2 separate regions of the Hordeum vulgare genome follow, and region 1 is linked to region 2. The links are chromatin contacts, called in public Hi-C maps. All regions are on one chromosome and are shown on one strand. The core of a region is the stretch at or near the end of the contact, and the rest is flanking DNA. Distances in the headings are between cores, read along the strand shown. Region 1 overlaps LOC123449022 (telomere repeat-binding protein 5-like). Region 2 has its middle 240 kb from the start of LOC123449021.

Region 1 (6,378 bases), core at 632-3,131, 460 kb after region 2:
ACTTTGTGGTGGATTGTCCATATGAGAAGTGTGAAGACAGTGGTGGCAAGCTCATCCGAAAGGACAAAGCCAAGTCATTCCCCAAAAAGAACAACTTCCCCAAGGAAGTGCCTCAAAAGGTGTTGGTGGATCAAGAAGAGTACCTCTTCGATGAGGATGAGGACGATGAAGTGATGGGGATGGCCACTGTGGCCATTGCCTCCTCTTCTCCAAGCAAGGTGTCCCTCTTCAACGCCCCCAACGAGAACCACATTGCCAAGTGCCTTATGGACAAGGCATCCAACAAGAACATCCAACATTAAAACTTTCAACCTCAATGCTACCATTTCCACTACCTCCATTAGTGGTGATGAAAAGGAAGAGGTGGAGGATCAGGAAAACTCCTTTGATAAATTTATGAGAAAAATCAAGGTTAAATCCAAGAAGTAGTTTCTTGCTCTCTTGGAACAACTAGGAGAGGCCAATGACCTCATTGAATCTCATGAAGGAATTATCTCTACATTACAAGGACATGGTCGTGACTATGCCGATGAGATTGCCGATCTTTCTATTACTCTTGAAGAAGAGCAAGGACTTCGTTTGACTCTTGAAGAGCAAGGACCCGACGGCTTCATCCAGCGGCGACGGAGGGGAAGACGGGGTGGAGGCGGACCGGGAGCGGGGTAGATCTCCGCCTGAGTCGCCCTAGCAGGAGGCGACCCAGGGGTCGAGCTCCCGTTGGTGTTTGTTATGCGGGCAGGCTACTCTACGGACAGTAATTAGTACCTAATACTCCCTTCATTCGGAAATACTTGTCCTAGAGATGAATGTATCTAGACTTATTTTAGTTATAGATACATCCATTATATTCATTTTTAAAAAAAATATTTCCGGACGGAGGGAGTACTAAATTAAATAGTCTCTCATCGTTGCTTTAGTGACCTAAACACTCTTATATTTCTTTACTTTAGTGATCTAAACGCTTTTATATTTCTTTACGGCGGAAGTATTTCTTAGTTAATGGAAATACCATGCAATCATAGGGTTGTTTCAATATACTTTTTGTTATTCTTCTCAATCAATTAAATTAAATGTGTCAAGCATTTTTTCCTCTTTTCCCTTATAAAAGAATAAACAGGACGTTGCTCGAAACAAAGCCGTTTTGTTCGGCAAAGCACAGTACATCATCAGAAAAACCCATCCTGAGATGGGGGGTGGGTTCAGAGAAACGGACCAAAGCCACCGCACTATAGAAACGCCACATGGAAGCAGCTGATATCACACGCAGCAGAGCAGACCGGCCTAACAGACTTACCGTCCAGCAGCCGAACTCATGTGAGGGGTGCCGTTTCTAGCGTAACAGCCCCCACCCCGTCGGTCCGGGCGCGTTAGCCCGGAAAACAGCAGCACGCGAGGCGTCGCGACCAAATCACGGTCAGCCTATTAAAACTGGCGCGCGAGAGCCACATGGGAGGGAACGTGACAGTGCCGTCTGGCCTCGCCACTAGCATAACAGATTGTTTCTCTCCTCAGATACTCCACCTCCCCGCTTAAATATAGTGGAGTACGTATTTTTGTATCATCATTCATCTTCCGAGGATAATGCCGAGTGTAATGCATAATAATAATCTGGGCGTACCAATCAACGAAGACAGACACCATCGACCTCACCTCACATATGAAATACTCTTACGTATCTATCACCTTCTCCATGTAGTACTACTACTCTACTTGTTGTGGCCTTTGCCGTGCTGGGCCCAGGCTGTGCAGAAGAGGAGGAACACTTTGACATGACAAATGATCCGATCCGATTCGATCAGATCAGATCTGAGGAAGAAGAGCTACTACTCTAATTGCGATCCATCTGGCCGGAGAGGGTGTCGTTGGGTTTAGTTTAAGTATACTCATCACGTAGCCTGTGGCCAATGGCGCAGGCAGGTGCTTGCTTTGCTGGCCTAGGTGTCGGTGTTGGATCGCCCACCTAATTTAAGTTGATCCTTACAAGCAACATCCAGCCTGTTTGGGGTTTCTTCTCTCCTCCATCTCCATCTCCATCTCATGCGTGCGTGCATGGATCCATTGGTGGCTTGGCTTGCATCCTTCCCCCTGCCTAGCTTGTCCCTTTTTCTAAGCCTCCATACACGCCATGTACACATGGAATTATTCCAGGTTTTCATCGCTCAATCCTCACACGGAACACACACACACGGTATACTTAGGATATACGGAACAGCTAGCTCGCTTAGCCAGACGATCCATGTTTGTTCTTCAAGTTGAAGGGATCTACCGCATGGCTGGACGGTAGATTTTTCCTAGTCTTAAAAGAAGAGTCACAACTAAGAACAACTCTATCAGACCCCGTATAAGCTACCACACGTTTATCGTAAACTGTAAAAACTCAAACTTTCAATTTTACATCAAATTTAAACAATCAAACATAGTTTACGTACAAATTAAACAATAATTTCGATCAAGATGTTAACAACGTCATGCAAAAGCAACCACCATCTTCACCGCCGTCTTGGTCTTTGTTTTTGCTCTTGACAAACGTAAAAGAACCTTATGCAAAAGCCACCATCCTCTTCGTGACCATCATCGTCAGCATCATCACTCTCCACTATCGCCACCCATTCCACCACCGGCACCGAAGCCATCATACCTTACGACCATTTCGTCGAACAAGTTGGCCAACAAGTGCACGAACTCAGCAGTCCCACTATGCAAACCGTCCCTACATTTACGATCAATAATTCACGAACAAAGGTAAATGGCAAACGAATACAAAAATTGCATACCTTGCGCCCATTTCGCCGAACACATTGGCCATGGCGATAGCATTGCCGTCCGCGGGTATCCTCAGGGTTGCTCTCGTCGGTGAAACCAAAGGAGGCGTTCGCGGGGTTGCTCTTGCGCCCGCCTTCTTGCGCTTCACAACCGAGACCTTACCTTTCCGGGCCGGCGCGGGCCTCCTTAGAATCACAGCAACGACGGCGGGCACACTGGACGATGACGCTGCCTTGCCGCTTGCAGGGTGGCGCGGACGAGGGTTGAATGACCACAGACGTGACATGGCCAGCGACGAGATCTGGCAGAGGGTTTGGCACATGGCTGACCTTGACGGTGAAGGACGAAGGCTTCCATGGCGGCGAGGGGTGTACGTGGATGGTGGTCTGGAGCGGCCGGAGCAGGATCAACGGAGGCGGACCGAAGTGGCCCACTTCAAATGGAAGCGGGAACTACTCCACGGAAATGTCCCTTCCGCCAAAAATCTCGGGCGACATGGTCGAGCTCGGGTCGCACTCCCAGTCCGTGAATCTAGAGGTTGAGGACAAACTTTTATCGCTCCTCGCAATTTTTTTTACAGTTCCACGACCAATACGAGGTCTGTTCGGGATAATTTTTTTTGACACGAAACTGTAAAATGACGGTTATTTTACGGGTTCATGACTTAGAGCATCTCTAGCAGACCCTGTATATAGTTGACCCGTAAATTTTTTTGCAGTTCGCGAAAAAACGATTTTGTGGGCCGGCGTGAGCGGCGGGCGAGCAGATCCCGCAAAACGGACACGTATACGGGTCCATTTTGCGGGGTCTGCTCGCCCGCCGCCCACACCGACAGAATATCCTTTTATACGATTCCGTTTTGCGTGGTCTGCTCGCCCGCCGCCCACGCCGGCCCACAAAATATGTTATTTCCATTACATTTTCAAGCATGAAAACATATTTAGTTGCTTCTTTATTTTCTTCAAAGGCATTGGATACATCATAGTTCATCAAATCTTTGCTAAAACAGCAAGACTAAAGAAAAAAGAGCCACAACTAGGCATTTTAGAAGATATCCAACTTTCATAACTCCTCCCACTAGTTGGATCAATATCTTCTCCATGCATTCATTGTTGATCTGGGGATTCTTCATCTTGCATTCTTCATTCTTCGGTTTTGATTCTAAAGAATTAGACGTTGCTTTTCCTCTAATTTCTTTTCTAATTGCACATGCAGCTGCATCGTTAGCCTCAGTTATACTAAGGAGTGCACGAACATCTATTAAGTTTCTTTCTATCAATAAATCGATGTATTCTTCTTCCCAGTACCAAAATGAGCATCCACCTTCCTACACAGATGAACACCTCAATAAGCTACCGAAATTTAACCAAATAAATGACAAAGCCAAAGAGGAAGAAGTGCATACCCCGTCGTTTTTGCATTTGAAGAATACCCATCCGAGGTGTTGCCGTGTGCTGGATGTGAGCCGCAACACTGTTTGTAGGCAATCGTCGCATTGTACGAGCGGCATCGGCAAGCCGGCGAGCCGCTGCTCGACCACCGAGCCCGGGCGACGGCCGGAAGAGTCCTTGACGGCGAACCGACGTCGGCGACTAGAGGATGAACCAGTGCCTGCATGCGGCACTGGCGCTTTGTCGGGGCTGTGCTGGATGCTCCCCAACCAATCCATGGCTTTGGCGCAACCGCCGATGGTCGGAAAAGCCAAATCCGATGGCCGTGAGAAAACAGCCGCCGATCTGCAAATTTCCGGCTAGCCGAGGCACGAGGGGCGTGGGGGAAGTCGATCTAGGGCCTCCGGCGGCCCGCCGGCATGATCCCGATGGCTGGTATGGCCGGAATCGAAGGCGGCGTCCTGCGGCGATGGGTGGCGGAAAAGCGCGGGCTGAAATGTCCCATCAACCAACCGCTCTAGATATATACACGGCATCGACGGGATGGAGGGGAGAACCTGCGTTTTCGGGGGTCGAGGTGCGCATTTTGCCGCGCCCCGCAAAAAAAATTACGAATCAGACGCGGTTGCGGGATCTGGTCTGACAACATTTTCCGCTCCGACCCGTATTTTAACGGTTATTTTATGGATTGGGCATTATACGGGGTGTGCTAGAGATGCTCTTACATGAGGAAATGTTAGAGGTTCTTTTAGGGTGAAAAACTTATTAACAACTCTCAAGTTTTCGTAGGTAGCGAGAAATAAGCTCAGATAACTTGTCATAATACTACTATCACTACTACTACGTACTCAAAAAGTACGGTATAAGATATGATGTATGTCAGGAAAAACTTTAGAACACTAACTATTTCTAGGAATTATGGCGAGTTAAGATCTAACAACCGGTCAGTAGTTAGTTGCTCATGTAGTACAATCAGCAATGCCAGCGGTAAACTTTTCGCACATGAGTGTTATGATTGAGGGCAATGGATAAGAATGTACAATAATCAAACCCTGTGGCGGCAGTACTTACGCAGGACAACAATAAATAAACTCTGCTGTCTGATCCCAAGCAGGATTCACTTTCACAAGTACAATAATTTTATGATCACAATAACAAAATCACATGCAAGAGGCATAATTTAAGGGGGGAACGACAATGGGTATGCATAAAAAAAATCCTTTAATATTGTTAGTTGATCAAGTACAATGTTGAGGGGATCAAAATAACTACAAGATTGGTGAAGGGAAAATAGTACAACTAAGTAACAGAAGAAGAAAAAACAGGAAAAAGGGGAGCACAGATCCTCCCTCCTTATCCTTCCACCTTTCTCATCCTCTTAACAAAGAATGAATTGAACTGAACAAAAGAATCTGAAGCTCTTCTTTTTTAGCACAATTGCAGAGAATTGTGAGTTAGTGGTGGTCACTGCAGATCTCAGTTCATGGAATGAATCATCTTCTTCTTCCATCATCATCATCATCATGTACAATTTGCCAAAGAAATACCCTTTCCTTTGGTTAAATTCACAAGGAGAGAGAACCCTGGCTTAAAAGAATAGTTGGTGAGTAGATATTACAACAATTTTCGGTCGGTCAATACTTCTTGTACCTTTTTTTTTTATGTAGTATATATATTTTTTTCTACTATCTTCCTTAACCTCCTTTCAATGGGCTGACTGGCTGACTTACTGACTTTATACAAAAGCTGGGATGGTTTCTTAAGAGACCATTTGCTGAGATGGGAGTTATTAGGTGAGCAGGCGAGCCTCAGCCAGTGGGGGCGTCTTAGGCTGGAGCTTGGCCTGCTGCTGGGACCAATAGGACTGGGCCGCAAGGACCCGGTCGAGCAGATCCTGCGGCACCGGCTCACCGCGCCGCTGCTGGGGCGAGATGCTCGCCGTGTGCACCAGCGTCTTCCATTTGTCCTGTTGACATGATGAGAATTTTGACACGGTTAGAACATGCCAGTTCAAACTTTACCATCTTCATTCATCAAATTTGACCAAAGAATGGATTCTAGTCAAGTTGCCTACAGGCGCAATGCTGAGCAGCCAAGAAGCTTCTGCTTTAGTAAACGAACGAAAGGCTATCTCATCCTTTGATGAGACTTTTTCTAAAGTCCCACCGTTGGTTAGTTGACGTGCAAGAGTGGGTTGCTTTTATTTCTAGGTGAACCATTCTGG
Region 2 (6,321 bases), core at 2,745-5,244:
ACGATCAATTGGAAGCTGCAGTCTTCCCTCATTGTACTCATTGTTGATAACATATTGCAGTAGATCAGAAGCTATAGCAAATAAGAGAGGTGAGATTGGATCCCCCTATCGAACTCCACGTTTGCAGCCAAAACTTTTTCCAGGAATACCATTTAACAGAACCGAAGATTGACCACATGAAAGAATAGAGTTTATCCAGTGAGTCCATTTAGAATCAAATCCCAACTTTTCCAACATCAAAAGAATGACATCATGTTCGATGAGATCAAAAGCTTTTTTGAAGTCTAGTTTTAGGATGATCACTTAATTTCAAGATTGCTGACATTGGAAAATATATTCAAAATCCCAGGCAAGACAGTCATTGATTGTTCTACCTTTTATAAATCCATACTGATTTGTGTGTAGCAAAGATAGAATGACCTTTTGAAGGCGATCCGCAAGAATTTTTGTGATGAGCCTCAGGATGCAGTTCAGCAAACATATAGGCATGTAGTCATTAACCGAAATAGGGTTCATCTTTTTTGGGATAAGAGTGATCGAAGAAGCATTCAAGCAGTTCAGAGAAATGGATCCTTCCCAAAAGCTGGTGCGTAAATTATAGAAATCTGGTGCAATCAAATCCCAACAGTGCTTTAAGAAACAACCATTAAACCCATCAGGACCTGGAGCTCGATCTATGGGCATTTTAGCCACTACTTCATAAATCTATGTTTTTGAGAAAGGCTGTGAGAGACCCTCAAGGTTTTTCACGGGTTGGATGATGTTGTCTAGATTCAACTTCATTTCATGATAAACAGAAACACCCATTCTTGATTTGAATGCCTGGTAAATAACTTCAGCTTTAACCTCATGATCCTCAACAAGAGATCCATCAAGGAGAGACAGAGATGCAATGGAGTTATGCATGTGCCGTTCACTAGCTAAATGATGGAATAGTTTGGTGCTTTCATCACCACCTTGAATATATCTGATTGTGCAACGTTTATGCCAGAACTATTGTCGATAGGAAAAAGATGCTATGCTTTTGACCTTGGATAGATTAGTTGAACACTTTAATTTGTAGTGCCTTATTCAAGATTAGCAGTTGTATGCTCCACTAGAGGATTTTTAGATAGGGATACATATGAGATAGCTATAGTTGACATATATGATTTTGTTTAGTCCTTTCGAGAGTGATGAGGATATGAATAACCTGAGTGACGATTGGAGTTGACTTACGTAAAGTAATGTTTCGGTGGAATAAAATGAATTTTGTTTGAAGTAATATGTAGGACTATTGGCATCCAAGAACTGTGCTCAAGGATAAGATGATAGACGTTCATTCACATCCTAAGATCTTTGAAACCCCTAAGCTTTACCGAGCCATAACATGGTGGGATCATGACCATAGGCCTTGGTTCTAAGTCGAAAGAGTTTGGACAATACTCAACCTTGACTACCACCCATTTTTGTCGGGACCCCGATCCTAAGTCATAAGAACCCATCCTGTAACACAACACATGACTTTGCAGCCCCCACGGCTGCCACCTTACCTGGCTAGGACTGTTTACGTATTTTGGCTCACGTATGTGCATATGTCGCCAGAGTTCGAGCGACAGAGAACCCGGGTCGACATGACTAGTTATAAACCCAAGTGGCACATCCATACACAGCCATGCATACATAACCCAGCAAAGAAGGTGTCGGTCAACAACGTGTGTAGACGAGTCGTAGCAAGCTACAGGGACTCCATTACACCATGTAACATTTCCCCGAGGGGATAGACACGGTAGAAAATAAGGATACAAGTCGGTCAATCAATGTGTCCGGAGCAGTAGCAAGCTATCAAGGCTCGGTGGAAGCACAAAGAGGCATTTCCCCGTAAAGAGTACTACTAAAGGCACACAACTAGGTGTTGAATCCCACACATATCAATGCATTTCAAATATACATGCAATATGCACGATATGTGTAGATCCAACATGGCATCACAAGATAACTCTACAACATATCATTTATTTAGAAGGCTCCGAAGAGCTAACATCGTATAATGGTACAAACAGAGGGGGTCACATGACCCAACATTCAGAGCATACAAACATCAACGGGAAGTTACATGTCTGGGTACAGACATCTACTAAAAACAGCTGGAAGAGCCTGAAAAGCTACAATGACCCTACCAAAGGTGCCAGACCTCTATCTGGGATTCCCAAGCTATTCCGGTCAATGTCAAACTCATCACATAGAAACATGTAGTGAGATTAAGGTCTCCGCTGCAAAACATAAATTAAGCAACCGTGAGTACAAAGGTACTCAGCAAGACTTACATCAGAACTATCTACATATGCATCAGTATCAATGAAGGGGTTGTGGAGTTTAATTGCGGCAATCCAACTTTGACACTTGGCTAACCTCTACTATGACCACGAACACTTTCTTTGAGATGGGTAGCGCACACGAGTCCACATATTCACCAAATCAATACACCACTATGGATCCACTCTCGTCTCCCTACGAGAAGGCCATCCATAGCACTCACACTTATCTAGCATGTTTTAGAGTATCCATTTCAAGTTATCTATGTACCATGTAATCTTTCCAAGTAGTCCATATCCGATGACGCGGCTATTCAAATAGATTAATTCACCTAGGAAGTGTATACTTCTTCACACACGCTCTCACCACTTATCACCATATGCACGTCATGCATCTCGGCAACCTTCAAGCAGAAGCACTAGTTTGGGTGTCGGCCACGACCGTTAACCACAAAGACCCTAGTCAAGGTTTATCACCTATTTGAGACTGAACCCGCAAGGAAGTCTAGCCGAAGTTTCCTCTATAACCTCAAACGATGTGCGTAGGGTTCCACCAGCCCACCGCCCGGGTGCCACTTGGTACACCGTGCCACTGTGTATCTACCGCACTGAAGCCTACCCCGTCGGGTAGAGCTAAACACGGCCTCCAACACTTTTCCTACAAACACCAGAAACTAGTTGCAACTCCTGGACAGAGATCTAGGCGATTAATAAGCCGAGAGGGTCAATTAAGTATCCCAATGTGTGGTAGTATCTTGTCTTGGATAACATACACATAACTCAGTTCTTAAGGGCGGTCCCAATGAGACAACCTGCCATGTACTCTTACATGGCCTATCATCACTACCTTTACGAAATGGGATTCACACACTTTACTCTCACACATTAGGACATGAACACAGCCATTCCGGTTCATCACTCAGATGGATTAGACCCGACACGACTCTAAGCATAGCAGGCATAGCAGGAAGCATGGATGAGTAGCCACATGAAGGCTCAAGAAGTTGCTACTCATGCTAAGTGGTTTCAACTATTTACTGTGGCAAAACAGGTCATGCAGAGGAATGGATTCAACTACTCAGAACATGTAACACTTGAATCGTGATTGTGCTAATGCAATAAAAGAGAGCAGGAGCGAGAGAGTAGGATTGTATTGGAATGCTCAAGGGGGATTGCTTGCCTAACAGTTCCGAAGATAGTACTTCTCTTCATTAATGTCAACGATCACATCATTGGAACAATTGTCTACCGAGAAGGAACAACACCGACAAAAGAAGAAAAGAACACATCCAATGCAATGCACCGAACATGATGTATGATATGGCATGCTAAGGTACTGAAATCACCTAGCTTAATATTTGGTCATATTAACTGAAGTGGAATTCAATTAGACATTAATTCCAACTCCAAAATATTTATCAAATTGGTCCTAATCATGAAATGGCCTACTTGGTGATGTTAACTTGTTTAAACATGCATGAACATGGCATAAACAGATTCCTTGCATTTTTTCGATAATTTTTCATATATAATTTATTTTGATGTGAGTTATAGATTAATTTCTATGCATTTTAGAAGTTTAAGGTATTTTTTGGGATTCAATAAATCCACAAATGGATTACTGCGTCATCAGTAAGTCACGCTACATCGGCACGGGCGGTCCAGGTCAAACGTGACGTGTGGGATCCACACATCAGTGACACATAGGCAAACCAGGGATTAGTCCCCGGTTGACCCTGCTTTGACCAGCTGTAGGACCAAGTATAAGCCTCTGCGGGGGTTAATTAGCGGGGAAAATTAAACCATAATGAGGCGGCACGTCAGCCACCGCCGGTTAGCCGTCGGCGACAATGGAACATGACGGTATCCGGCCGGAGTGGTGCTGCAGGCAGCAGCTTGACGCACTGAGCGCACCAGGGAGAACCTCTCCCCCGCGTGCATCCACTAGACCCAACCATAGGTCGAGCGGTGGTCAAAGAAGCACCAGCGACGAGCTACGACGGCGTCGCAGCTTGGGCTCCGAAACAGGCGAGGATACAGGCACGGGGATGCCATATGAGGGGCTCAATGGCACCCTGGAATGACCAGGAGCATGCAGGGCGCACGGGTTGGAGACGAGCGGTTCGAGATCTTGGAGCTCACCGGGCATGGCGGACGACGGCTCGGAAGCTTGGCGTGGTTGTGGCTGCCGACTAAAATCGAGCATGGGGATTTGGGGAAAATCAAGAGGGGCTCACCTAGAGGGGGGTCAGATGGTCAGCGGGCTTGGGGAGGTCCTGCATGCGGTGAATCATCGACGAGGAGCTCCGGTGGCCGGCGATGAAGATGATGCAGGAGACGGCGGTGGAGAGCGTTTGAGCTCGATTCCTCTGGGTCAAGATGGGGAGGAGAACGACGGAGCTAGGGGACACAGTGGCTGGGCTAGAGGGGGCAGGTGGCCACGATGGTTGCGAGCGGCGGTGACTGTAGCGCCCGGGCATGGCGGGGAGAGGCGAAAAAACGAGAGAGAGAGGAATGAGAGGGTCGGCTCGATCCAAACGGCTGCGGGAGACCTATCTGGCCCGTCGCGCTGGCGAAGAGCAAGCAGGAGGTGGCTGGGAGCTCGGCGCTCTCTCCACGGCTTTCCTCTGCCTACTGGGACGCGGAAGAAGATGGTCTAGCCCGTGGTGGCCTCGGCCTCTTCTGCCACGTAAGCCCAGTGTTTCTTTCTCTTTTTTTCAGTTTTCTATTATTTTGTCATTTGTTTTGGGTTTTAAAAATAAACCAAACCATTTTATAAAATTCTGATAATTTGCAGATGAGTCCAATGGATTTAACCATGGCACAAAAAAAGTTTCAGAATTAATGGACTTATATTTTATATATAATAAATATAAATCCATGGAAAAATAATTGTTATATTAACTCAAAAGCCCAAAATCAAATGTTGTTGTGATTCCAAAAATATAGATTTGAATTTTACCTCATGCCAATATTTCATAAAACAAGAGGAACATTTTCTTGGATCTCTTTGGGACAATTTTTATATTCCATATTTAATAGAATTTTATTTTGAGGCTTCATCATTCCTCATTTCAATTTCAAAAGGATTTAAATGCATGCATGAATGCTCACTGTTGCCACTAACTACAAGCAATAATCTAGGGCCGTGACAATTTTGTCCATAAGGAATGTGGGCACGAAGAGCTAGATTATGAAGAAGCACAAACCCCGTGGACAAGTAACCACCTGGAAGCACAAACCCCGTGGACAAGTAACCCCGTGGAGAAGTTTAAGAGTAGTTGGCTAAAGATTGGTTCCCGAGATTGCTCTCAAGAGCAAGCTGACTTAAATACTGCGAGTCTAAAAGTCATTCTCGAGACTCACCCAAGGCCACACCATCTGCACCTTATGGTTAATGGATATACCTTCAAGCCCTTTTTAATTGGCCTATGACCGCTCCTCTCACATATCCCACGAACAATGTGATTGTGTGATACTTGGGGAAATATGTTGGTATCCTCACGGATCACATACTTATTTATCCAAGGAGAGTAAGGAAAAACCTAGTCCTACTTTAGACAAGCCCCCATAGGCACCGATTGCCAGGTTTCTCAAGTGCAGATTTTTACCCTTAAGAAGGACTCCTCGTAGTACTCGCCCTATAGTAGAAGACATTCTTAACCCAAACAAGATCAAGAACCACTACGGTTTGGGAGCCACAACGAAGAAGAAGAAGCAAGAGAAGTCAAACTCCACTCTCTCGCTAGTCACCTCAGTTAGACTATGTCAAGCAGCACCGACGTTCAAGCAAGATAACGCCCTTGGACATCAAGAGAAATTAAGGAGTTCCCTATTGTAAAGGTAACCATTTAGTTCCTGACTAGGAAGGGACTGAGAAGTTGTAAAGGTAACCACCCGGGTAATGTATTATGATCATGACTTCCCTACTCACTTTAGAACCTGGAACAGAGTGGGACAATTGTCATGACTTCACCACTAGCCTTTTTCCAGTCCGATTAAGGACATGACACAATTTAGGTCATAC

The links. A called contact is a pair of places that touch in the nucleus more often than the background predicts.
Region 1: a contact with region 2 is called in a Hi-C map of leaf, with 3 times the contacts expected there. The contact joins two enhancer-like sites. A contact is called at or near these places in 3 of 6 Hi-C or Micro-C datasets (leaf and seedling) and 1 of 1 datasets of contacts at active chromatin or transcription factors (embryo).

What each region holds. Positions count from the first base shown.
Region 1 is chr4H:475,912,325-475,918,702 of MorexV3_pseudomolecules_assembly, forward strand. It overlaps LOC123449022 (telomere repeat-binding protein 5-like), which reads right to left. Exons shown (of 10, transcript XM_045126085.1): 10 at 5,359-6,120. The coding sequence ends at 5,944. Among protein-coding and RNA genes, the nearest start is that of LOC123449022, 7.4 kb to the right of the region's middle. Within about 2 kb of position 1,882, at least 3 of the 3 cell types and tissues checked have open chromatin away from gene starts, as enhancers often do. A contact at or near this core is called in leaf and seedling, where this site is marked.
Region 2 is chr4H:475,452,342-475,458,662 of MorexV3_pseudomolecules_assembly, forward strand. No RefSeq gene overlaps it. Among protein-coding and RNA genes, the nearest start is that of LOC123449021, 240 kb to the left of the region's middle. Within about 2 kb of position 3,995, at least 3 of the 3 cell types and tissues checked have open chromatin away from gene starts, as enhancers often do. A contact at or near this core is called in leaf and seedling, where this site is marked.